Linked DNA regions of Mus musculus: all the other regions are linked to region 5. The links are chromatin contacts, called in public ChIA-PET and promoter capture Hi-C maps. All regions are on one chromosome and are shown on one strand. The core of a region is the stretch at or near the end of the contact, and the rest is flanking DNA. Distances in the headings are between cores, read along the strand shown.

Evidence for each region. Promoter capture Hi-C pulls out the DNA fragments that hold promoters and counts their contacts. ChIA-PET counts read pairs in DNA pulled down with a chosen protein or histone mark.
Region 1: a contact with region 5 is called in a promoter capture Hi-C map of pre-B cells, with 3 times the contacts expected there. The contact joins the promoter of Eif4g1 here to the promoter of B3gnt5 in region 5. A contact is called at or near these places in 2 of 39 promoter capture datasets (maxillary cranial neural crest and pre-B cells).
Region 2: a contact with region 5 is called in an RNA polymerase II ChIA-PET map of memory CD8 T cells, with 6 read pairs. The contact joins the promoter of Ap2m1 here to the promoter of B3gnt5 in region 5. A contact is called at or near these places in 2 of 39 promoter capture datasets (the HPC-7 cell line and pre-B cells) and 1 of 115 datasets of contacts at active chromatin or transcription factors (memory CD8 T cells).
Region 3: a contact with region 5 is called in a promoter capture Hi-C map of liver, with 2.3 times the contacts expected there. The contact joins the promoter of Vwa5b2 here to the promoter of B3gnt5 in region 5.
Region 4: a promoter capture Hi-C map of pre-B cells shows a contact between it and region 5. The contact joins the promoter of Abcc5 here to the promoter of B3gnt5 in region 5. A contact is called at or near these places in 2 of 39 promoter capture datasets (pre-B cells and second pharyngeal arch cranial neural crest) and 1 of 115 datasets of contacts at active chromatin or transcription factors (embryonic stem cells).
Region 6: a contact with region 5 is called in a promoter capture Hi-C map of embryonic stem cells, with 5 times the contacts expected there. The contact joins the promoter of Parl here to the promoter of B3gnt5 in region 5. A contact is called at or near these places in 10 of 39 promoter capture datasets (the SN4741 cell line, cranial neural crest, embryonic stem cells and 6 more), 2 of 484 Hi-C or Micro-C datasets (CD4 T cells and embryonic stem cells), 2 of 115 datasets of contacts at active chromatin or transcription factors (embryonic stem cells and stem cell-derived neural progenitor cells) and 1 of 9 other capture datasets (macrophages).
Region 7: a promoter capture Hi-C map of pre-B cells shows a contact between it and region 5, with 5 times the contacts expected there. The contact joins the promoter of Eif2b5 here to the promoter of B3gnt5 in region 5. A contact is called at or near these places in 2 of 39 promoter capture datasets (pre-B cells and stem cell-derived epiblast-like cells), 2 of 115 datasets of contacts at active chromatin or transcription factors (the 230-238 cell line and embryonic stem cells) and 1 of 9 other capture datasets (embryonic stem cells).

The regions. Positions count from the first base shown.
Region 1 is chr16:20,671,061-20,674,144 of GRCm38.p6, forward strand. Eif4g1 (eukaryotic translation initiation factor 4, gamma 1) reads left to right here and starts at 1,667. Exons shown (of 33, transcript NM_145941.3): 1 at 1,667-1,816; 2 at 2,808-2,901. The coding sequence starts at 2,842.
Region 2 is chr16:20,534,111-20,536,961 of GRCm38.p6, forward strand. Ap2m1 (adaptor-related protein complex 2, mu 1 subunit) reads left to right here and starts at 1,370. Exons shown (of 12, transcript NM_009679.3): 1 at 1,370-1,491.
Region 3 is chr16:20,588,584-20,591,658 of GRCm38.p6, forward strand. Vwa5b2 (von Willebrand factor A domain containing 5B2) reads left to right here and starts at 1,570. Exons shown (of 20, transcript NM_001384105.1): 1 at 1,570-2,315; 2 at 2,569-2,717; 3 at 2,797-2,967. The coding sequence starts at 2,579. It overlaps Gm35685 (predicted gene, 35685), which reads right to left and starts at 2,019. Exons shown (of 3, transcript NR_168482.1): 1 at 1,301-2,019; 2 at 675-717.
Region 4 is chr16:20,424,727-20,427,963 of GRCm38.p6, forward strand. Abcc5 (ATP-binding cassette, sub-family C (CFTR/MRP), member 5) reads right to left here and starts at 1,668. Exons shown (of 30, transcript NM_013790.2): 1 at 1,522-1,668.
Region 5 is chr16:19,758,497-19,761,584 of GRCm38.p6, forward strand. B3gnt5 (UDP-GlcNAc:betaGal beta-1,3-N-acetylglucosaminyltransferase 5) reads left to right here and starts at 1,738. Exons shown (of 4, transcript NM_054052.3): 1 at 1,738-1,981; 2 at 2,145-2,331.
Region 6 is chr16:20,300,640-20,303,758 of GRCm38.p6, forward strand. Parl (presenilin associated, rhomboid-like) reads right to left here and starts at 1,723. Exons shown (of 10, transcript NM_001005767.4): 1 at 1,570-1,723. The coding sequence starts at 1,688.
Region 7 is chr16:20,497,221-20,500,286 of GRCm38.p6, forward strand. It overlaps Eif2b5 (eukaryotic translation initiation factor 2B, subunit 5 epsilon), which reads left to right and starts at 1,597. Exons shown (of 16, transcript NM_172265.2): 1 at 1,597-1,876; 2 at 2,965-3,066. The coding sequence starts at 1,694.

The DNA of each region.
Region 1 (3,084 bases), core at 417-2,916, 910 kb after region 5:
CTGTCCTGGAACTCACTCTGCAGAACTCAGAAATCCGCCTGCCTCTGTCTCCCAAGTGCTGGGATTAAAGGCATGTGCCACCACTACCTGGCACATGCTCAATTTTTACCTGAGCTGTCTCTCCAGCTACTGATTATGGTGATTTTTTTTTTTTTTTTGGACTGGTTGTTTTCTGTTACTGCATATTGAACCCAAGGTCTCCCAAATGCTGGGAAAGCACATGACCACTGAGGACTCAGGCCATCTAGAGGATCCTTGTGCCCGCATTTGCCCACCCTGTAGCCTTGCTTTCTTGGTAGCACAGTGATGAAGTTTACATTATTGCCCCCCTCACTTAGGTCACCAATTCTGTGATATAATGCATGCTAGGAGGTAGCATGTGAGAGGGAGAAAGGCCAGTGGGAAAGGCTCTGCTACCTAACTAAATGCTCAAATGCTCAGTTCAATAGAGTACAACTCTTTTTTTTTTTTTTTGGTTTTTCCAGACAGGGTTTTTCTGTAGCCCTGGCTCTCCTGGAACTCACTCTGTAGACCAGGCTAGCCTCAAACTCAGAAATCCACCTGCCTCTACCTCCCAAGTGATGGGATTAAAGGCGTGCACCACCACAGCCTGGCTATTTTTTTTGTTTTTCGAGACAGGGTTTCTCTGTGTAACCCTAGCTGTCCTGAATTAGCTCTCTACACTAGTCTAGCCCTTAATTCACAGAGATTCTCCTGCCTATGCCCCTGGAGTACTAGGATTAAAGGTGTGGACTACCACCACCCAGTTCAAATTTTCCTATTTTTAAAATTTAAATATTTACGTGTATGAATGTTTTGTTTTCATATGTCTGTGCACTACATGCATATGTGGTGCCTTTAGAGGGCAAAAGAGGGCAGAATTCTAACGAATCAGAGTTACACACAGACATGAACTGCCTTATGGGTTATGGGAAGTAAACCCAGATCCTCTTGAAGAGCAGGCAATAAAGAGCAACCAGTGCGCCAACCATTGAACCATCTCAGAAATCTTCAAGATGTGGTCTCTCTGTAACTCTGGCCGTCCTGGAGCTTGCTTTGTAGATCAGGCTGGCCTTGAACTCAGAGATCTACCTGCCTATCTTTCTGGAATGCTGAGATTAAAGGCGTGGCTCGCCACTGCCTGGTGACATTTCCCTACTTTAAAGCTTATGGTAACTGATTCCCTGCCTTAGCCAGTCAGCACACGTACAGCTTTGGGATTCCTTTTTCCATTATTCCAAAGTTTTCATGTTGACTTTTGCGTTTCCCTAGGAGCAACTGATTTTTTTAAAAAAACAAAAGTAAAATTGCTTCTTTAGATTGCGGCAGTTTCTTTGGTGCAATATTGAATTTCCTTTGTTAATAGGTCTATCAAAGATCAAATCTATAGCATTTTCAGAGGCTGCATAATTTGCACACTACACTTACTAGGGCAGGACTGCTTTTTAGATTCCGCACTCTGAGCTCCAGGCCGGCACTTCACTTAGCACTCACGCGCTCAATAAATGCTTGCGCAAAGTATGAATGAACTAAAGAACCGCCAGAGCCTCAGAGGGGGTCGGCCTGGGAGTTCCAAAGTTCGGGAGGGGACACGGGGGCGGGCAGTGGGTGTCACGTGATGGGGCGGAGCAAATCCCATGTGCTTCCCCGGCGCCAGCGCAGCTCCGCCCTCTGCGCCGGTCACGTGGGGCGCTGGCTGCGCCTGCGGAGAAGCGGTGGCCGCCGAGCGGGATCTGTGCGGGGAGCCGGAAATGGTTGTGGACTACGTCTGTGCGGCTGCGTGGGGCTCGGCCGCGCGGACTGAAGGAGACTGAAGGTAAAGCCGCCATGTCCGGGCCCGACCCGGCCCCCCACCCCTCCCCCCGCATCCGCCGCCATCCGGGCCGGGGCCCGCCACCCTGCGCCGACGCCCCGGCGCCCCGGCTCCGAGCCTGCGCCCAGGCCCTACTCGCCAGGCCGATCCCCGGCCCACGTGTGCCGGGCCGGGCCCGGGTGGGGGTGGGGAGCAGGGCCCGGGCGGGGAGGGCGCTGGGGTGGCGGCGAGACAGTCACCTCCGCCCGGCCTGGGCCGCGGCCCGGCGCAGGCTGTGCGGCGCAAACCCGCCACCCCCTCCCCCTGCGGGGCCCGGGCGGCCGCCGGGAAGTGACACGTTGTTCTTTGGCACTGGCCGCGTTGCGCAGAGCTGGGAGGCGGCGGCGGCGGGCAGGGAGGAGCCCCCAGCCCCGCCCGGCGGCCGACCCTCGCCTGCCCCGAGCCGGCTTTCGCGGCGGTCGCCGCCCGCCCTGCTGGTGCGGCCGGACTCGCGCCCTTCCTGGCTTGTGTTCCCGGGCGGCCTCAGGCCTCTCCGGCCCCGCGCGAGTGCCCCGCGGCAGGCTTCGAACCCGGTGTCCCCGGGTGGGGGGTGGGGATATCACGGCCGGAGCAGCCGGCTTCATTTGTGATCCGGGAGCCTGGTGCCAGCAAGACCTGGAATTTCCGGTCTGGTTGGTCTTGGGCCCCGTGGAGCCAGGTTGATACCCCTCACCTCCCAACCCCAGGCCTTCGGATGCCCAGAACCTGTAGGCCGCACTGTGGACTTATTCTTAACCGAGGGGGTGAGTGAGGGGGCTGTTTGAGCAGGCAAGGGTGGGGTCAGGGTGTTGCAGTGTGCTGGTGGGGTCCTCAGGCTGTATGTTTTCTGTTTCTGCATTCACTTGGCACCTCCCTTAATCCGTGTTGGCCCTAGCTCTTGATACAACCTTTCCCCCAGCCCGTTTGCCATAAGCTTGGGTCCTTTCCTCGTTCCGAGCTCTGCTCTTTCCAACAGGTGCTGGGGGGACCCTAATGTGGCACCAAATGAAATGAACAAAGCTCCCCAGCCCACAGGCCCCCCACCCGCCAGGTCCCCTGGACTCCCACAGGTAATCAAGGCTAAATGATCAGGACTCCGGCGGGGTGGAGGTCACGCAGCTCCCAGTTTTCCCACCCCCATCTGTGTCAGGGCAAAGTGCAGCTGCCTGCTGCCAAATTGAGATAGGGCCCCTGGCTGTCCCTGGGGCTGTCACAGGGAGGGAACATGTGGACTGCTGAGGCTGTTACTACAG
Region 2 (2,851 bases), core at 120-2,619, 780 kb after region 5:
AAGCCTTGAATGATAGTTCAGGAGTTAGAAGTTTTTGGGTTTTCGCTACTTAGAAGGAGATTGCTAGGAATAGTAGGGTTAGCAACCAGATTTAAGCACCCACCCACTTCCTTTCTGCCATAGAAGTCTCTGGCCTGTTTAGGCAGCAGGATGTCTCTGTCTCCTGAGAGAAAAACCAAATTTTCCTGATTTGGCAATAATCAGACAGCTGTTTGTGTCCAGGTTGGCTCTTCCTCATTCTCTCAGTTTGGATATCATAGGAAATCTTTTCTCTCCTTTTTTGTTTTTATGAGACAGGGTTTCTCTTTGTAGCCCTGGCTGTCCTGGAACTTGATCTGTAGACCAGGCTGACCTTGAACTCAGAGTGCTGCCTGCCTCTACCCCCCCCCCCCCCCCCGCCCCAGTGCTGAGATTAAAAGCATGTGCCACCACTGCACAGTTGAGAAATGGGATTTTTTTTTTTTTCGAGACAGGGTTTTTCTGTAGCCCTGGCTGTCCTGGAACTCACTTTGTAGACCAGGCTGGCCTCGAAGTCAGAAATTCTCCTGCCTCTGCCTCCCAAGTGCTGGGATTAAAGGAGAAATGGGATTTTAAAATCCCATGCCCAACTAAACTGGAGTAGAGGGCAAAAGGGGTCTCTTATGTAGCCTGGGCTGTCTTGAAACTCTCTATTTAGACCAGGATGGCCTCAAACTCACAGAGATGCTCTTGCCTCTGCCTCCAGAACTCTGGAATTAACGGCATACGTCACCATCACACCACAGTCACAGATTTAGCTGAGGAAAACATTAACGTTTAGCTGTCTTCCTTCCCAGCTTTTCTGTTTGGATAATTATCCCTGAGAAAGGGATCAGTCCAATCCTAGAATATATATAAAATACATACAAATAAATTTTATATATATATATAAAAACACACACACACACGTTTGGGAGAATCAAACGTGGTGTTTAAAAAAAAAAAAAAACAGTAAATTCAGCAGTAACAAGCTTATGCCAAGTTGTGTTTGTAAAGTAGCCAGTCTTCGAAATCTGGAGACAATAAAAGACTATAGTAATTCAAAATTTACAATTGGTTTCGACAAATAGCTTTGGTCTCTTAAAGCTACCCCACTTAACTAGGAACAGGAAGGGTCGCAGAGACTACACTTCCCGTGATTCTCAGTGAAGCAAACAATGGTTGGAGTGTATCACGACACGTGTTGCTTGCAAGGCGCACTAAAGCTGACGTCTTCTCTGTCTTGAAGGCTGTCGGTAGTTGTAGTTTTGTTGAGCCTAGGGCGCTCAGATGTGTCAGCTTGAAAGCTGCGGGGACTGACGGGACTTGTAGTCGCCGCTGGAGGCGAGCGCGCAGGCGCAGCTGCGATCGGGGCGGGGTGGGGCGGGAGCACTGCAGTGAAAGCCGAGGCAGCAGACAGGCGAGCTGGGGGCGGGCGGACATCTTGGGATCCGAGAGTGGCCAGGCCGGCCTTGTGGGGGCTGCTGACTCCAGGTGAGCTGGGAGGCTTGACTTAGAGGTCCTTATCAGGCGACGAGGGTGCTGTGGTAGCCTGCCTTGCCCTGCACGGTGCTGGGTGGAAAACTGCCCGCACCGGGGAGTGGCCTCAGCCTTCAGACCCGGGAGGGAGTAGACAACCGGGCGGGGGTGCCTTGGGCGCGATTGCAGCAAGGGCGGGGAGCAACGCCTTCCAGTGACCCGCCAGGCGTCTCCGGGAAGAGACTAGGGCTGGAATCCTAGAGCGGGAGACGCCGCGCGGCGCCCCATCCCTAGAATCCTGACAACCGCTCAACCCCGGGGTTTCCTATTTCCCCATCCCCCAGGACATTGACATCCCCTGGTGCCACTCCCTTGGACAGTGACAGGTCTCTCTCGAACACTGAGAGATTCCATCCTCCTGGTTTACCCCCACGGCTCTTGTACCTCAGACCTGTGACAGCCCCCGCATCCCGTGGTGACATCTCCCGGGCCTAGATGTCTTCTCCTCCCTCAGCTGAGAAAAACTCCACCAGCCCCCTATGCTTCACTAACAGAAGAGTAGGCCCTGTCTCTCAGCTTTCTCTTTTTCTTGTCTATCTCTTTTCGCTGTTTTTCGCTCCTCCCAAGCTCCTATGACCTTTGCCATAGGAGACCTTTAGGGACTCCCACAGCTGTATTTGGTGCTTTGGGGTCATCCTGGTCTTTTGCTAGCAATTCCAGCTAACCCTTTCCTTAACTAAATATTGCATTTTCGTCCAGGACACACACACACCGCCCCCCCCCCCGAGGTCACACACACCATCCCCCACCCGAGGTTGATACCTGTGGACTTGGTCCTTTGCTCAGCGCTCAACCTCCATTTTGCATTTTCTTTCTCACCTTCTTTGGACTTGTCACTGGGCTTCAAGGGTTAACTTTTCAGTTTCAAAAAGTCTGTTAAACTAACCTCAGTGAAATTAATATCTGGACTAATCCAGAAATCTAGAACCAGATTAACCCCGTTACTCAAATATTCTACCTTAATTTTGACCAAAATAATTTGGGCAGTCGAGGCATTCTGTTATCCCTGCCCATTGCTTGGTAAACACCAGGCCAGAAGTGACTGACTTGGCAGATTTGGAGACACAATTTAGATGGCAGGATTAATGCTACTACATACAGACCTAATTTTTGTCACACTTAGAAATTTTGAAAAGACAGTAACCAGAAATAACTGTAAAAGGGGCTCAGCATTGAAGAGTTCTTACTGCTTTTCCAGAAAACCTGAGTTCAGGTCCCGGCACATGTCATTTGGCTCAGTACCACCCTAACTCAGGCTTGAGGGGTGGAGGGCAGTGTTCAGTCTAACACCTAGCTTCCACACATACAGCACACT
Region 3 (3,075 bases), core at 320-2,819, 830 kb after region 5:
ACACAGAGAAACCCTGTCTCAAAAAAAAAAAACAAAAAACAAAAAACAAAAAACAAAAAACAAAAACAACATCTGTTTGGCATTGGAGAGATGGCAGATGGCTAAGAGATTAAAGTCACTTGTTCTTGCAAAGAACCAGGGTTCCCAGCACCTCCATTGTAACTTACAACCACCCAAATTCCAGTTCCAAGGCATCTGCTGTCCTCTTCTGGTGTCTTTCAGCAGGTGTGCATGTCATTTATGTGCATTCATGTAGGCAAAGCACACGTGTACCTGTGAGAGTCAATACTCTCTTTCCACCACGTGGATCCCAGGAATTAAACTCTGGTTATCAGGTTTGTCAGCAAAGTGCTTTTTACCCTTACCCACTGAGCCATCCCTAATTGTGTGTGTGTATGTGTGTGTGTGTGTGTGTGTGTGTGTTTGTATTTGTTTGTTTTGCTTTTTTCCAACTCTGTGTAGTTCTCCTGCACCACCACTGCATGGCTCCAAATAGTAATTTTAACAAATGGTGTGAGTTATTGGGTGTCTATATGTAAAACAAACAAAAACTCTCTTACCTCAATCTCACAGTTCTGACTGCTCCCACCTACAGCACTCCTTAACTTCTTTTTGCAGAATTGGAATAGGGCATCTTTAGGAGTGCTTGTAAGGGTGACCCCAAATATACTTACCTTCGCTCACTTCCCGGGGTTCCCAGACTCTTCCCTCAAGATCCTAGAGGAGATTTTACAGATCTTCCTAATGTTTTGCAGTGAGAAACACGCGAAAATCCTGCCAATTTCAAGGAGCCTGTTTTTCTGAGCAAGAATGCCCCCACCTTAGGTGCTAGGCTGACGAATGGGAGGCGGGGACCACTGCTGTGACAGGAGCAGCCCCGCACCCTTGGGAAAGCTAGAAGGCTTTACTCTGGAGGCCCTCGTGCAAGGAAGCCGTCCTGCGCATCCTCCCCACTCCCAGAAAAGGAAGGGTATAACAACACTGCAGTGAAGGAGCCCAGGGTGCTTCCGGGTGGGAACGCCGCTGCAGTGATGGGGAGACTGGATTGAGGGCAACCGCTTTGGTGAGCACACAAACGAAGGCACATGCCGCGAAAGGGGAGGTTTCTGCAATAACCTATTTGCTTCTTGTGGGGGGCGAGGCCTAAATGGTTTCCGATGCGGTGATGAGGGAGGGTCACTGCAGTGAGCGGGAGTCCACCCAGGGCGGGGTGGTGGTGGGTGGGCCACTGCAGTGTTGGGAAGAGGGGGGGATGTGTTTGCAGACTCGGCCGCCCTGTTTTGCTCACGAAACTCCTTACCTCCAGAAGGATGGAGAGGGGGCGCTCAGCTTCACTGTGCCGTTGGTGGGGGTCGTGCAGTGGCTGGGGTACTGGCTCTCTGCACTGCGGTCTCTTGCCTGGCTCTGCCGGCCTGAGCTGACGCGCGGAGGCGGTGCGGTGCCCGAAGGAACTGAGCCGCAGCCCCCTCCGCAGTGGCGGGCGGGGCAGAGGCGGGCTGGAGGGGCGGCCTCTTGGAACCCGGGCGGGACTACCAGCCAGCAGCCCGGCTGGCGCCCCTCTCCCGACTCACAGGATCTCAGTGGTAGTTCCGAGGTGGATCGCGCAGGTGCAGGAACAAGGGGCAGTCTGGACATCAGAGGAAGCATCACCCACTCTTGTCTGGTCGCGACGCCCCACAACTCCACCAAGAAGTGACGGTGAGGCTTGGGCTGCCCAAAGGGAGGGGGCGATCCCAAGACCCACCCTGTAGCATCCCCTGTGGCTACCTAGTCTCAGGCCAGCCTGGGCGGGGAGAGCCGCTCTAGATCAGATGACATGGACTCCCGCTGCCGCGACACCTCTGCACATCTGACTTCCCGAGACGCATTTTCCCGTCCCTTTCTAGTTCTTCCTACTGCAACCTTTCAAGACGGTCTACAGCCTCTCTCAGTACTCCAGTCACGAAAGGCAAGGAGAGATAAAGACTGCAGCCTTTTCAGCTCCCGACCTCACCCTGTCCCTGGGGACCCTTGTGAGCTAGGGGCGCCTAGGGCAATGCTGGCCCTTTAAACCTTTGCTTTCCACCCAGAGTATCTTCCATCTCTCCAGAAGCACCACTTCCGACAGCTGGCAACCGTGGAGAGCCAGGAGGCAGGGGGCAGGTACGGGGGCGGTGGTGAGGCCCCGAGAAGGTGCAGGAACAGCTGTGGGCACCACCCCCCAAGCCCCCGGCTCGCAACCCGCAGCGGGACTGGAGGACGCCTGGACTGGAGGGTTAACCATTAACCCTCCATTCCCCCATTGCGGAGAGCTGTTCCCTGCTCCTGCTACCCAGGTAACGGGCGAGGATGCCCATCTTTCCATCCTTGCACACACACACACCCCTCTTGTTATCTGCCCCGCCACCTGTCTGCTTGGACGCTGCGGCTTGGGGGTGGGGGTGGGGGTGGGGGGGTCTCCCGACTCAGCCTTGCTCCCTCTGCAAGCTTTCATCCCCAGGTCCCCAGGTACCCGATAGGGTCAGGTGGCATAGCTAGTTTTCATGACGCTGGAGCGAGGTGCCCCTCATCCAGCCCCTGTTCACGCAGGGTGGGCACCATGCCTGGCCTGTACTGCCCCACCAGCTGGACGCCGCTGCCGCTCACCGACTCCTGCGTCCGGGCCTATGCCAAGGGACCCTGCCTCAGCCTGCGTGCCCGGCTTACCTACCACAACCCACAGCCCCAGCCGGTGGAAGGTGAGACCTGGTGCGGGCGCGGGGAGGTAGCAAATGCCAGGTGGGGTTCGAGAGCAGGTCTGCCTGTTCCTGCTCGCAGGCGTGTTCGTGTACCCTCTGGCTGAGGCGGAGGTGGTATCTGGCTTCGAGGCCGAGGCGGCCGGACGGCGCGTCTCCTTCCAGTTGCATAGCCGGCGCCGATCACAGGCCGCCTGCTGTCGCGCTCTGGGCCCGGGACTAGGGACCTCTACACCCCGCCGCTGCGCACAGGGTAAGCTCCGAGCCCGAGCCCGAGCCCGCGCCCTCGAATGCCAGCTCAGGTTCTTGCACCCTCGTGCCTCCGCTAACATCGCCAGCCTCCTTTCTTCTTCCAGACGCT
Region 4 (3,237 bases), core at 418-2,917, 670 kb after region 5:
CAATGTCATAGCTTCACTTTCAATAAATAAATAAATAAAGGTGCAGCACCTTAAAGTATGCAAACACCTGAGTAGCCATAAAGTTACTGTTTCTTCACACTGAACACAAGGAGACCACCATCTTCTGTGTGTCTGGGATATGACAAGAAGAACACACAGAAGCCGGTAGAGTAGGGCTAAGGTGAATATGGATATGAAGCAATCAACTAAGAAAGGATTACTACACCAGGACCCTCTCCAGCCCAAAGAGCAATTCATACTTCCCATTTTCTAGACAACTCCCTTGCAGCTAATGTAAAGTCTTTTTATAAAACTAATGCTAACTTAGGCTCAGTGATAAAAGCATGTAGGCCAGAGGTTCTTTCCAGTCCCCAGCCCTGCCAAATCCAAAGGAAAGGGTGTGTGTATCAGGACTAGGAAAACCTGGCATATTTTGGTTTAAGCCAGCACTATAAAGGGAGAAAGAAGAATAAACAAAGTGGGGACTCTCACATTAGTACCCCGACTCAAAACTGACAGGGTTGGGGGCCACCTGGTTTTGCTCTAAAATTCTCTTTCCAGTGAAGAGGGGTGGATGTGACGATTCTGCAGGGGGGAGGGGCATTGTGTAGGCCTGGAGAACTGTAACTAACCAGGTTGGTGTTTCCAAGTTCTGTTATCGCAACATCTCTCAGGTTTTAGGCGCCTCAGGAAGCTCCTTCAGGCCCTGCAGCTACTGGAAGCTACTGGAAGCTACAAGGAAGCTGAACCACTTATCACGCCCCCCCCACCTCTCCCCCAGGGCCCACCTGTGCCTCCAAGCTCCCTCACCTGTCACTTACTCCAGAGACCCCAGTAAAACCCATCCATTTCTCCCTTCGGAACTCAAGACTTCCCCGGTCATTCCTGTGCCCACCTGCATCGAGACTCCCACATCTGTACGAAAACACCAAATCCAGGTGTTATAAACACAAAGCCACTAGCTCCTTTGCGTGTCAGCACCGAAAAGGACACTGGTGACAGAAGATCTAGGCTCCCATCTCTACCTCGGCTTCGCTGTGTGTGCTGATGCCACGTACCTCCACATACCAGTAGCAAAACAAACAAACAAAAAACAAAACAAAACATAGATAATGACTTACGTAGTAAGTGGCTGACAGCCTCCAGTCCCGGAGGGAGGTTGGGGCTTCTCTCTGGACAGCTCCGCCACCCGGCCCTAGGGCGTTCCCATGCCAGCCCCGGGCCTGCGAGCACAGGCTCCACGACCCACCCACAGCGAACGCAGCTCCCCCTGGTGGCCGCGCGGAGAGTGGAGCCGGCCGTGACCACCCATCAAACCTCCCCTCCTGCCTTCTAACATCTAGACCTCCGCACAGCCCGCGAGGTCGCCAACAAGCCGGGGACCGCGCGAGATCGGAACGAGACAGGCCCCGTTTCTCCCGTCCGAGGCTTCCCACCGCCCACCCCGCCTTGGAGAGCCCAAAGAAGTGAGCCCGTGACAGCCTCCGACACTGCATGAAAAAGGCGTGAACCGTCACCTACCTGCACCCCAGCCTCCCCACACGAGAGCAAACAGCCCGGGCACGCTCGCGAACATCGGACCCTGAGCAAAACAAGCCTTTATAGCGGCATAGTCCCCCACAACGCGCAAGCGCGATGCACAAAGCTTGCGCAAGACCGAAGGGAATCGTAGTCCCTCATCCGGCAGCCCCCAGCGCCGCACACCGCAAAAGACTACGTTTCCCAGAAGCACCGCTGGTGCCCGGGATGGGGTGCAGGCTGCTCACAGTACCCGCGCGCATCTCGTGCTGCCCCATCCTTCCCCGGTTTCTGATGCCCAGTCTGGAACCTTCTCTGCCTTAGTCACGGGGGCTGGGCAGGCGGGTCGGGGTAGCCGGTGGCGCTGTATTCTCTGACAGCCAGAGGTTCAAAGTCAGGAACTTCCAAATCTATGCGGCGGTTCCACGTGCCAGAAAACATCGTGAAGGTCATCATAGCCTGCTTCTGTCCAGCCCCAACTCTTAGCTGTGGTGTCACTTAATGGGTGCATGAGTCCTCCACGTTCTGCATGAATGGTACCTTTGGATCTTTTCTCTTACCCATCTATCTCAGCTTCTTGACTTCTAAGTAGTGAAATGCCAGAATCGCAATTTCCAAAGTGACAAGGGATGTCAAAATGATATACTAACTAATCAATCTATTTTTATAAATAAATGTAAAGCTCCCGAGGCATTAGTCGTTTTATTTTTTCTATTTTATCTATTTTAGTATCATAATATAAAGACTACTCTATTGCATGCCTCCCAACCTTTAAACTACCCGGGGCTTGTTTATGGTTACCCATTTAAGGGATTTAAAAAGAAAGTAAACTGGATTGTCCATCATACAACTACCTAGTTAGCTACTGTGAACACTAATGTCATAAAGCTGGACTTATTGACAGGATGTATATTTGACACACAGAAAGCTCAGGAAGATAGGCAGTGTTCAGAGCTGGGCTTTCAGGAAGTTGGATCATGAAGACTCTGAGTTAATGAACGGTTTAATATTGACTGATTGTTCCATGTCACTATTAGAAGCTAGTAGAATATGAGGACTTGGAGGCTTGTTAAAGGAAGTTGGTCCCTGGAAGTATACCTTTGAGAGATGTGTGTTACCCCTTCCTGTCATGATGTTCAGCCTTGTGCCGAGCACACACTAACAAAACCAGTTCACCATGGATAAAAACCTGAGCCAAAATAAGTATTTTCTCCTTTAAGTTCATGTTTTCTCCGGTATTTGTCATATTGTCATAATAACAAAAAGCTGATTATGTTTCACTATTTTAAAATTAAGATATATATTGTTGGGGTCAAGGAGTCGCCAGACAAACCACCAAACACTGATCTCAGGCAGACAGGGATAGTTTATGGAGCGTATGTCCTGGGACTGACTGATCAGGGTCAAAGACCAGACTCAGGAGCTGACTGCAACCTCGAGCCAGAATCTACAGAGCTTTTTAAGTCTGAAATCCACAAACATCTGTGTCAAGTTCTTCCACCAATCAGGATTTAGGGATAAGGACTTCCTCTGGAGCAGGTCTTTGTTGTACACGTATCCTGTTCCCATTGGTTGGGGGATCAACTTGCATTGCCTAACATCCATGCCTTAACTTGCCAACCAGGATATCAGTTACCCATGTCCATATCTTTTTCTGCCATGTAGGATGTCAAACCCCAAAGAGTTCTTAGGAATTTAAAACTATTAAACCCCTACTCA
Region 5 (3,088 bases), core at 488-2,987:
CTCTTACTTTTAAATTTAATAAGTTGATGTGACTTTTATTTTTCAGATATATTCTACAGTTCTCTTGTGCTCTGCAAAGCGCATTCCTAACAGTATGATTCAAAGATATTTGCATGGTATTCTAGGGTGCTACGCTCACAAGCAACTGCTGTGGATAGAATACACTGACCTCTTTCCTCCTGTTGTTATGATCTAATTTTACTCCCAGACCATCTCACAAGCTTCATGCAATCACTGGCAATGAAATCATACATTTCTCTATGGTACTGTGGATGAGGATCTGGATGGTCTAGGGAATCCTTCTAGATGAATGGGAGGACCTCCTTTGCCTGTCCCCTGGTGTGTGTGTCTGTGTCTGTGTCTGTGTGTGCGTGTGTGTGTGTGTGTGTGTGTGTGTGTGTGTGTGTGTAACATCATACATCATGGGCCTGTCATACATACATATATCTGTCTGGGCCCAGAGAGGTCATTCTGGGCCTCTTTGCCCTTCCTCATCTCTTAGCCTCAGGTTCTTTAACCATTACCCCTCCCACCCCAACTCTACAGCTCACTAATTTTTCTACTCTGGATTTTTAGTAGTAGTAGTAGTAGTAGTAGTAGTAGTAGTAGTAGTAGTAGCAGCAGCAGCAGCAGCAGCAGTATTATATGTATCCCTAGGCTAACCTGATACTCACTATGTGATCAAGGCTGCCTTTGAACTCATGAAAATCATTCTGAGTGCTGAGATTACAGGCATATGATACCATATGGGTTTACTTTTAAAATCATTAGTCCACATGTCTATTTGTATAGAGGTTGGAAAGGGGTGTGTGTGTGTGTGTGTGTGTGTGTGTGTGTATATTTTCTCATCAGTTCATATTTCCCATGTGCCTACCTATATAAACTGACACATGTAACTAGTTCCAAATGACCGAAAAGGAACAAAGTCCCACTTGAATATATGTATGTGAATACAAAATACACATGTGTTTTAGGGAGGACCATATAAAGGATTAGTCAGGATTTAAGAAGATAATTGGGGGGTGATTAACCCTGTAGGAACAATGAATGCTCCTCTTTATAGATCACTGTCAGACTCCATTAGGAGTCCCATTACATTAGTATTTCTGCTTGTGGTCTTCTGGACAGGTGAGTTAACAGCGAACCATGCCTTGTGTGAGTAACACATGAAAAGAATTTCAGGATTGGAAATACGCTGAAGGGCTTTTAAAATGCAGTTGCAAAATCTCCTAAAACTAGAGTTTGAAATAACAAGTGTGTTTTAAACTGATTCAGCAACTACTTTGAACTTACTGACTTTTACAATTACAAACCCATATTTGGACTTGACATTTTTGGATTTTTTTTCTTGTCCTGTTTTCAGTATGTATAACTACAAAACTGCTCAAAATAGGAGCTCTATTGAATGCTTCTATAAGGAAAAGTCTAGAACAGCATTTTTTTAAGCAAGCAATTAGCTACAAAAAAAAAAAAAAAAAAAGATTTATTTACTTGCTCCTTCAGCTGATGTCTACACTATCCTGATAATGTCTGGTTACAGGCCGAACAAGAACTTTCCTTTGGGCTCAGGTGCACATTTGGTCTTCTGAATCTATAGTTTAGTTATTAGCAAACAAGTGAGGCAATCGCTTCCTGGAGTCCTCACAGATAGCACTTTAGGGCGGGGCACGTCACCTTCACAGACCGGGGTAGGGGAGGGGCGGGGCTGAGCATTCCCGAGGAAGCCTGGAGTGGAGTGACCAAATAAGCAGCTGGAGGCTCCTGCGGCTGCGCCCCAGCCTGAGTGAGCCAAGACCCTTAATCAGGCCCGCCCCTCTCAGCCGGCTCTAGCCGGCTCCAGCGGGGTCTCTCTTGGAGCCCTGCCCTAGCTTCCTCGCTTACAACCGAAATTTAGTTTGCAACTTTTGTTCTTGAGACTTTTCCCCCAGGGCTTCTAGGAGGACAGCGGACCTCTGGGACATTTAAGGACTTGGGTTCCTCGGTGAGTTTTACAATGCTTGAAATTCCCTGGGTTGGAATGTAAATCAATGGGGAGGCTGAACACAGGGGAAGGGTCTGCTTTTAAAACGAACTGTTGCTGTGCAGTCATAAGGCGTGCAGTCTTCGCTTCAAATAAATGTGCGTTTCCTTTCTTTGTTACTTAGGCTCCCAGGAGCTCAAGTCCTAAGTGTCCTGACAGAAGACCGGCGGGCTCTTAGGGTTTGCTAGGAAACTACGAGACGATGGGAGAACCGCTGTCCACTCAAAACCTTCAGCTCGGAAATGACTAACTGAAACGTGGTTTGGATGAATGGGTCTCCAGTCTTAACCAACGCCGCTCCTGGATGAAAGGTCAGTCACTGCCCACCCAAAGTGCCCGCTGCATCCTACTGTGAGCCAAGGTCCCTCTGTCGGGGAGCGTGGCTTCGCAGTCTGCTTTAGACCGGGCACTCTCGAAGCCCCTGCAGAGTCTAAGTCTCTGGCTGGGCTAGCTTTGTGCCGGCTCTGAGGTTCTCCCCGAGGCTGCTAGCTGAGAGTCCCGGGACCCGCCCCACCTCTAGCTTCCCCTCCTCTAGCCCGGACCCGACCGGGAGGCGGGAAGGGGTGCAGAGGGTAGTCCACACGGGCGGCCCGGGGGCATCAGGGTGGAATGGTCAGGAAGACAGACGGCTCTTCGTTGCGAGCCGGGGCTTCCCGGTCCGGAGGTGCAGCGAAGAAGGGAGAGTTCCCTCGGCGAGCGCCTTTGTTCACTGCGGCCTGGTGGGCGCGAGCGCTGGGCGGCGACCACCCTAGGCCTAGCTGCCGCTTTTGTGCCGCAGGTACGATCCGACCCGCGGGGTCCAGAGCACCGGATTTACCCGGAATGCCAATGGGGAGAGGTGGCTGTGGTGTCGCGAAGCCAGGTCCAGCCTTGGCGCATCTTCAGTCTGGGTCCTGAGATTTATCAATGCTGGATTGAATTCGGGCTGACCGCCTAGGGTAGCTTGCACGTGAGGGAGCTGACCGGCTCTTTGGAATAGCTGCTAGCTGGAAAAGAAAAAAGAAAAGAAAACGGGAAAGCAGGCGGGTAGGAGAAATTGGGAAAAGATCTTTCTAATGAGAATCTCCT
Region 6 (3,119 bases), core at 473-2,972, 540 kb after region 5:
CGTGTGTGGGCTGGCAGGTGCCTGAGGACCTTGTGTTTGTATCACCTTTGCCTTTGTATCACCACATAAAGTGTTTATAAAATGCAAACGTTGGGACCTCTTTAGAGCCACAAGGCCTGGCTCATTCTTCATGCTAATTTAGAACCACAGTGGCTCAAAACAGACTAGTGATTACAAAGCGAGCAACTCCCATTCCCTATTAAGTTCATACATGTGGAGACAAGAGCAAAGCCACTTCAGGTTCACCCACATTCTCATCTAATGCATTCTCCCATAACCACAAGATTAAGAATGTCAGTTTCCAAGTTTCCATATAAATTTTAATACCACATGTACTGAGGGGAGGGTTAGACAGGACCTCAAGTAATCCATGGTGGCCTGACAGTCTGGCTCCTACTCCTAATCCACCTCCCAAGTGCCGGGATTACTAGCCTGAGCCACCATGATAGGTAGGCTAAACTCTTTTGACAAGTTTTGTGGTGTTACTAGAGACAAGCACCCTACCAATGAGGTTCCTCAGAGATGAAGTGTCCACTTCTTTTGCTGCCTTTTCCCGAAACTATCACAGCAAATCAACAGGATCACAGAAATCTTGTTACCTCCAAGGCACCTCCCCAGTTCCACCTGTTTAAGACTTTTTTCTTCCTTTCTTTTTTCCAGTCTTCTGCTGCCCAGCCTAGCCTTGAACGCCTAACCCTGCTTACAAGCAAGTCTGACCACACCAAGCTGTTTAAAAGCAATGCCTGATTTTAAACGTTAGCCAGTAAGCTACACCATATGCAACTTTTCCACAGATGTTAATAAGCTTCACTTGAGGAGCAGGTTCTTCCGCTTTCGCCACTTTCCAAGATTCTGATTTTGGGTGGCACCTGGGAAATGAATCTACATATAGTCCAGGTGCTGTTTATTTATTTATAATTCAGCCTTTCCCAGCTTGGCTCCAACTCGCCATCCTCCTGATTCAGACTACTGAGAGTTGAGATTACAGACCTGTGCCCACCTCGGGTGAATTTTAAGATCAGGTGGTGCCTTCGCCAGGCTCAATCTCATCTCTGGCTAGCTCACACGTTTATAAAGACCTCAGGCCCCTTGGTGTGTATGGTACCATCAATTAGGTAGAAGTTGCAAAGTTGACATCTTCGGACTAAGTTTCAACGTCAGTATTAATTCAACTGCTATGGAATTTCTCTTCTATTACACTTCATGTAAGATCCGGCCGGCCGGAAAGGCCACGTGCTTCCTACAGCAGTACAGCCCTTTCAAGAATATGAGCCGGACATGCAATTAACGCTCAGAAGTTCCCCTTTCCATCACATCCCTCGGAACTACTAGGAAAGACCGCGGGTCCGGAGAACCGGGCCGGGCTCGGCCAGACACCTCTCGCGGCTCGGCACCCAGAAGCCAGTAGGGAAAGGAGGACCAAGGAAAAGCTAGGCAGGGAGGAGTCAGCTTTAGCAAAGACCTCGTAAACAATGGAAAGCGGGAGCCCCACACGGCTACCTATCCCCCGAGGATGCGCGCAACCCCAGCTCATGGGAAGCCGGGGGAGCTGGAAGCGGCGGCCATTACCTGCGTCCAAGCAGCCGCGGGGCCTGGGTCGCAGAGAGCTCCCGGTAGCCGCCACCCAAGGGAGGCGCCCACGCCGGACCGCAGCGCCAGCCTCGCTGTACCCAACCTTGCAACGCCATCTTCCCAACCTCTGCCCCACCATGGCCCGACCTCTCTAACCCCGGCCTAGAAATCACTTCCGGGGCGAAGAAAAAAAAAAAAAAAAAAAAGCCACACAGCGCGGAGGAGTGGTCTAGAGCGCCACCTGGAGGCCGTTCAGTTCCGGTCTTCCTCTTCTCAGACCAGCGCCACCTTGGAAGTTTCTGGTGAGAGTGACTGGGGAAAACTTGAGGCTTTGAGTAACGCTGTGTTATCAGACACCCTCAGGTTATCACATTTAACCACAAGACACCGTTTCACTGTGCTTTATAGTCTCAGAAAAGGGAAATGGCCCTGTACAGTGGCAACCTTAACTCGCCAGGCTTGGACATCTGTCTGATTGTGAAAAGCAGAAAACGATTTATTAAATGGGACCACACTGAGAGGATGAAATTCAATGACTCCCCACGTTCATCTTCCAGGTCTAACATAAAGATAAGGTTTAAATGGAAGGCAAGAAGTGTGCAGTATAAGGAAATTGTGTCCCCTCACCAATCACCCTTCACCCGTCACCCCCGACCCCTGATCCAGCCTCCTTCTCCAAGCCTGCCCCCTTGACAAGTTGCAAATCCTTCTGTAGTTACTGGCTGCCCCCAGAAACTCAGGCTTTTTCCTTCCAGCATGAGATTTCTGGGGTGGTTCCATTACTGAAGTTTGATAGCCAAAGACAGAGCCCCAAGTGTTTCAGTTGAAGAAGCAAGGGAAGGGAGAGGGTCTCCTACACCTGAGTCTGGTTGATCTCTAGACAACTGAGAGTCAAGTATCCCAGCACAATTAACATTTGCTTTGAGAACAATGTTCCCTTTCTACAGGAATGTTTCAAATAAGAATGTTACAGTAGCAGGGAATCATGTGTAATGCCTAAGCATGGCATGTTTCCTTTCCTAACTATAAATCCGCAATTTTCTAGAACTCACAACAAACCTCACTTATAGTAAAAGAGACTTTTTAACTCCCTCTGCAATTTTATGGCCCTTGGTTTATATTATTAGATTGGAGTCTATCAGAAGCACCTCCAGGACTACTCTGTCATCTCATTTATTTCAAGAGGGAAAAGGAGAATGGGTGGGGGTGGGGGTCCCTTAGAAACTCTTCTGTTACTGGTGGTAAAGGTCTGGGCTGAGTGTTTCCAGGCTTCGAGAATGAAGAACATGGGGAGCGACCCTTATTCAGAAAGAGTCAGAACACACTGCATAACTGTGGGTAGCAGCACCAGTGGAGATGCTTAAGGGACCCCAGTCATTGTTTGTAGCTTCTAGATATGGGATGCAGAGGAGTTTGGTTGTTAAGGGATACCCACTTTGTGTGACTCTATGTTTTCATTCACAGATTAAATACACAATTGTTTCTTATTGTCCATGTTTTCAAAGTCAGTGTAGGCCAAATGGGCCAACATAAAGATGGATGGACTG
Region 7 (3,066 bases), core at 347-2,846, 740 kb after region 5:
CACAAGGAAGCTAACGAGTAGCGATACACTAGAAACATAGGCTCACCACTCCACCGGAGAACATCTGCGGGGAGGTGGGTGGAAGCAACAGAGGGAGTTGCCGAAACTTGCGGGCTGTGGGATTAGCAGAGGTTCTGTTGCTGATTGGGCAGATTACTTACTGGAATTTTTGGCTTGACAGAATTACGCCCAGCCTGCGTGCCATTGCTTCCTCCGCCTTAAGCTTGATTTATAAACTGCGGCCACGGCTTCTTTTACCAAAACCTGCTGCTCCACTTCAGTCTAGCCTGAAAAGCTTGCTACTACGCCCCAGTCCTACCCAGTTTACTCCTGCTCTTAGATCCAGCCTCATCTGGGATAACGCTTGTGGAACTGAAAGACCCACAACGTGAGGACTCCCCCACGTTCTGACTCAGGAGAGGCGACACCCCAAAATCACCAACGAGAAACGGTCTTGCTGCAAATTGCAAGAGGATTTTTATTCAAGAGCGCTCTCGGGCCCACGGTCATACACCACGCAGGGGTAGAGGACTGTGGCGCCCCGAGTAGCTGGATAAGGGGGTATTTAAAGGAAGGAACCACAACTCAAGGAGGTGGGAAGGGCGTTGTTGGAAAATACCAAAAATACCAGTTAAGAGTCACAAGGAAGTACAGAGTCACAGGTGTCACAAGGAATACCTGGTAATTGTTAACTCTCAAGACAGTTTCTAAGAGCCCCTAACGATAGCACATTTGCATTGCAGGTTCCAGCAATGGTCAGAGTGGGTCAGGGTGACTTTCTTTGAATTAACACTCTTTGAACCCAGGAAGCCGGTGGGTGGAGGAATGTCGCTATCTGTTTTATGATTAGCATACCTTGGAGCACTGAGTTTACTACTCTTTCAGAACCATGGGAGTCAGATGAGCTCCAGCAGCAGTTTTTCCACTCACTAGTTGGGCGTGCTCCCTTGGTTCCGATTTGAGGGTTTAAGAAATGCCTGTCGCTCTAGGTCGTATTTCTGGCAAGGGGGGAGGGAGCACCCATAATAGGTGTGTGTTCAGTAAAAATCTACAGCCTGCCTCCATGTCCAGTATTTGTGCAGATCGTGGTTTCCCTCCCAAAGATGCCAGATCCCCTTAGATTACTAGACTGCAAGTGGGGAGCTTCATTTTATATTTAGATTTATGTGGATGAGTGTTTTCCACAGGCATCCAGTGCCCGGTCGAAAGTGTGTCGGACACCCTGGAATTGCAATTGTGAATAGTTGCTTGCTACCACGTGAGCGCCAGGCGCAGAACGTGGATCCTCTGCAAGAGCAGTAAGTGCTCTTAACTGTTGAGTGATCTCTCCAATCCCTGAGAACTACAAATTTTATCCTACTCTGGGCAGAGGAGCTGTAGGCTCCTGCCCAGCGATCACAAGCCTATCCAGCTCGCTGCCTTCTTAGCTTGTCCAATCCAACAGCACTCACTGACTAAGTAGACAACGGTGGGATCTCACCCCTCTGGGGTGCATACACCTCCCAGTAGCACCTACTGCGGTCAGCCACGCCCTGGTCTTGCACGGGGTGGGTGGGGTCTGCTGGTACACACATGCGCATTCCTTCCTCTTTCTCTCCCTGCAACTACACCTTCGCGTTTTGACTGTGAGTCCTTTTTGTCCCCTACTGCGTGCCGTGTGACTTCCCGGCGGACGTGCTGGCTGCGAAGCAAGATGGCAGCCACTGCGGCGGTGCCTGGCGCTGCGGCCGGCCGAGCGAGCAAACGCGGCGGCGGCGGCTCGGGCGGCGGGGGAACCCAAGGTGCGGAGGAGGAGCCGCCGCCGCCCCTCCAGGCAGTTCTAGTGGCCGATAGCTTCAACCGCCGCTTCTTCCCCATCTCCAAGGACCAGCCTCGGGTGAGCACCCGGCTCGCGAGCAGTCTGCCGGCCTCGAGGGTAGCGGGGCCGCAGGTTGCCACTGCAGCTGGTTAGTGAAGCGTGCTCTGGAAGTTACCCTCAAGTTGAGCTTATCTGGTTAGGAAAAGGTGGAGAGACCGACTGAAACCTCGGAGGCTGTCCGATCAGATGAGTAACTAGCACACATGGATTCTCGCAGGGCTATACACCCAGCCTTGGGAAGGATGGAGAGGGCTGTGTGTAGAATCAATGCTTGAAAGAAGGCTTCCCCGGGGGATTTAGTAGCACAAGAGGGGCCTCCACTGTCTTTAACCTTGCAGGACATGGGCAATTTAAAGAAATTGCTTTAGATAAAGGCAATGGTAATATATTCCTAAAGGAAAAAAGGCTAGCTCTCAGCAGGCTGTTTTCCTCCCATCTGCTGAAAGGGGACCCCAGTGGGTTGCCATCAGTCTAGGAATTACCTAGACATAGGAAATAGGCATTGCGCTTGCAGACTACTGGGTCGCTCAGCAATCCATAGTTCATTCAAATAGGGATTTGCCTTTGACTTAAGAATTCCTAATAGCCGGGCGTGGTGGCGCACGCCTTTAATCCCAGCACTCGGGAGGCAGAGGCAGGCGGATTTCTGAGTTCGAGGCCAGCCTGGTCTACAAAGTGAGGTCCAGGACAGCCAGGACTATACAGAGAAACCCTGTCTCAAAAAACCACAAAAAAAAAAAAAAAAAAAAAAGAATTCCTAAGGCTAACGACTGTTCATTTTTGACAAGTGTTTGAATGATTTCTGTGACTCTTAGTGGCAATAGAACAATAGAAGGAAATTCTATGAAGAAGACCTTAGTGCTTAGAGTTCTAGAGCTATGACTTAGGGCCAACATTTGTCCTTAATGCCAGCACTGGGCTCCTAGAACATGTTTGTGTCTGATACCATGCCTACTAGGCTCAAATTCCAGAGCCTTAGACTGACCCTTAGAGCCTGTTTGCTTTAGAATAAAAGGATAAAGTCGATTATAGTGTCTGCAAACCAAAGTATACCAAAGTATAATCCTGACTTGAAGATCTCAGACTTTTTCTTTCCTGCCCTATAGGTCCTCTTGCCCCTGGCCAACGTTGCGCTAATTGACTATACTCTGGAGTTCCTGACTGCCACGGGTGTACAGGAAACATTTGTCTTTTGCTGCTGGAAAGCT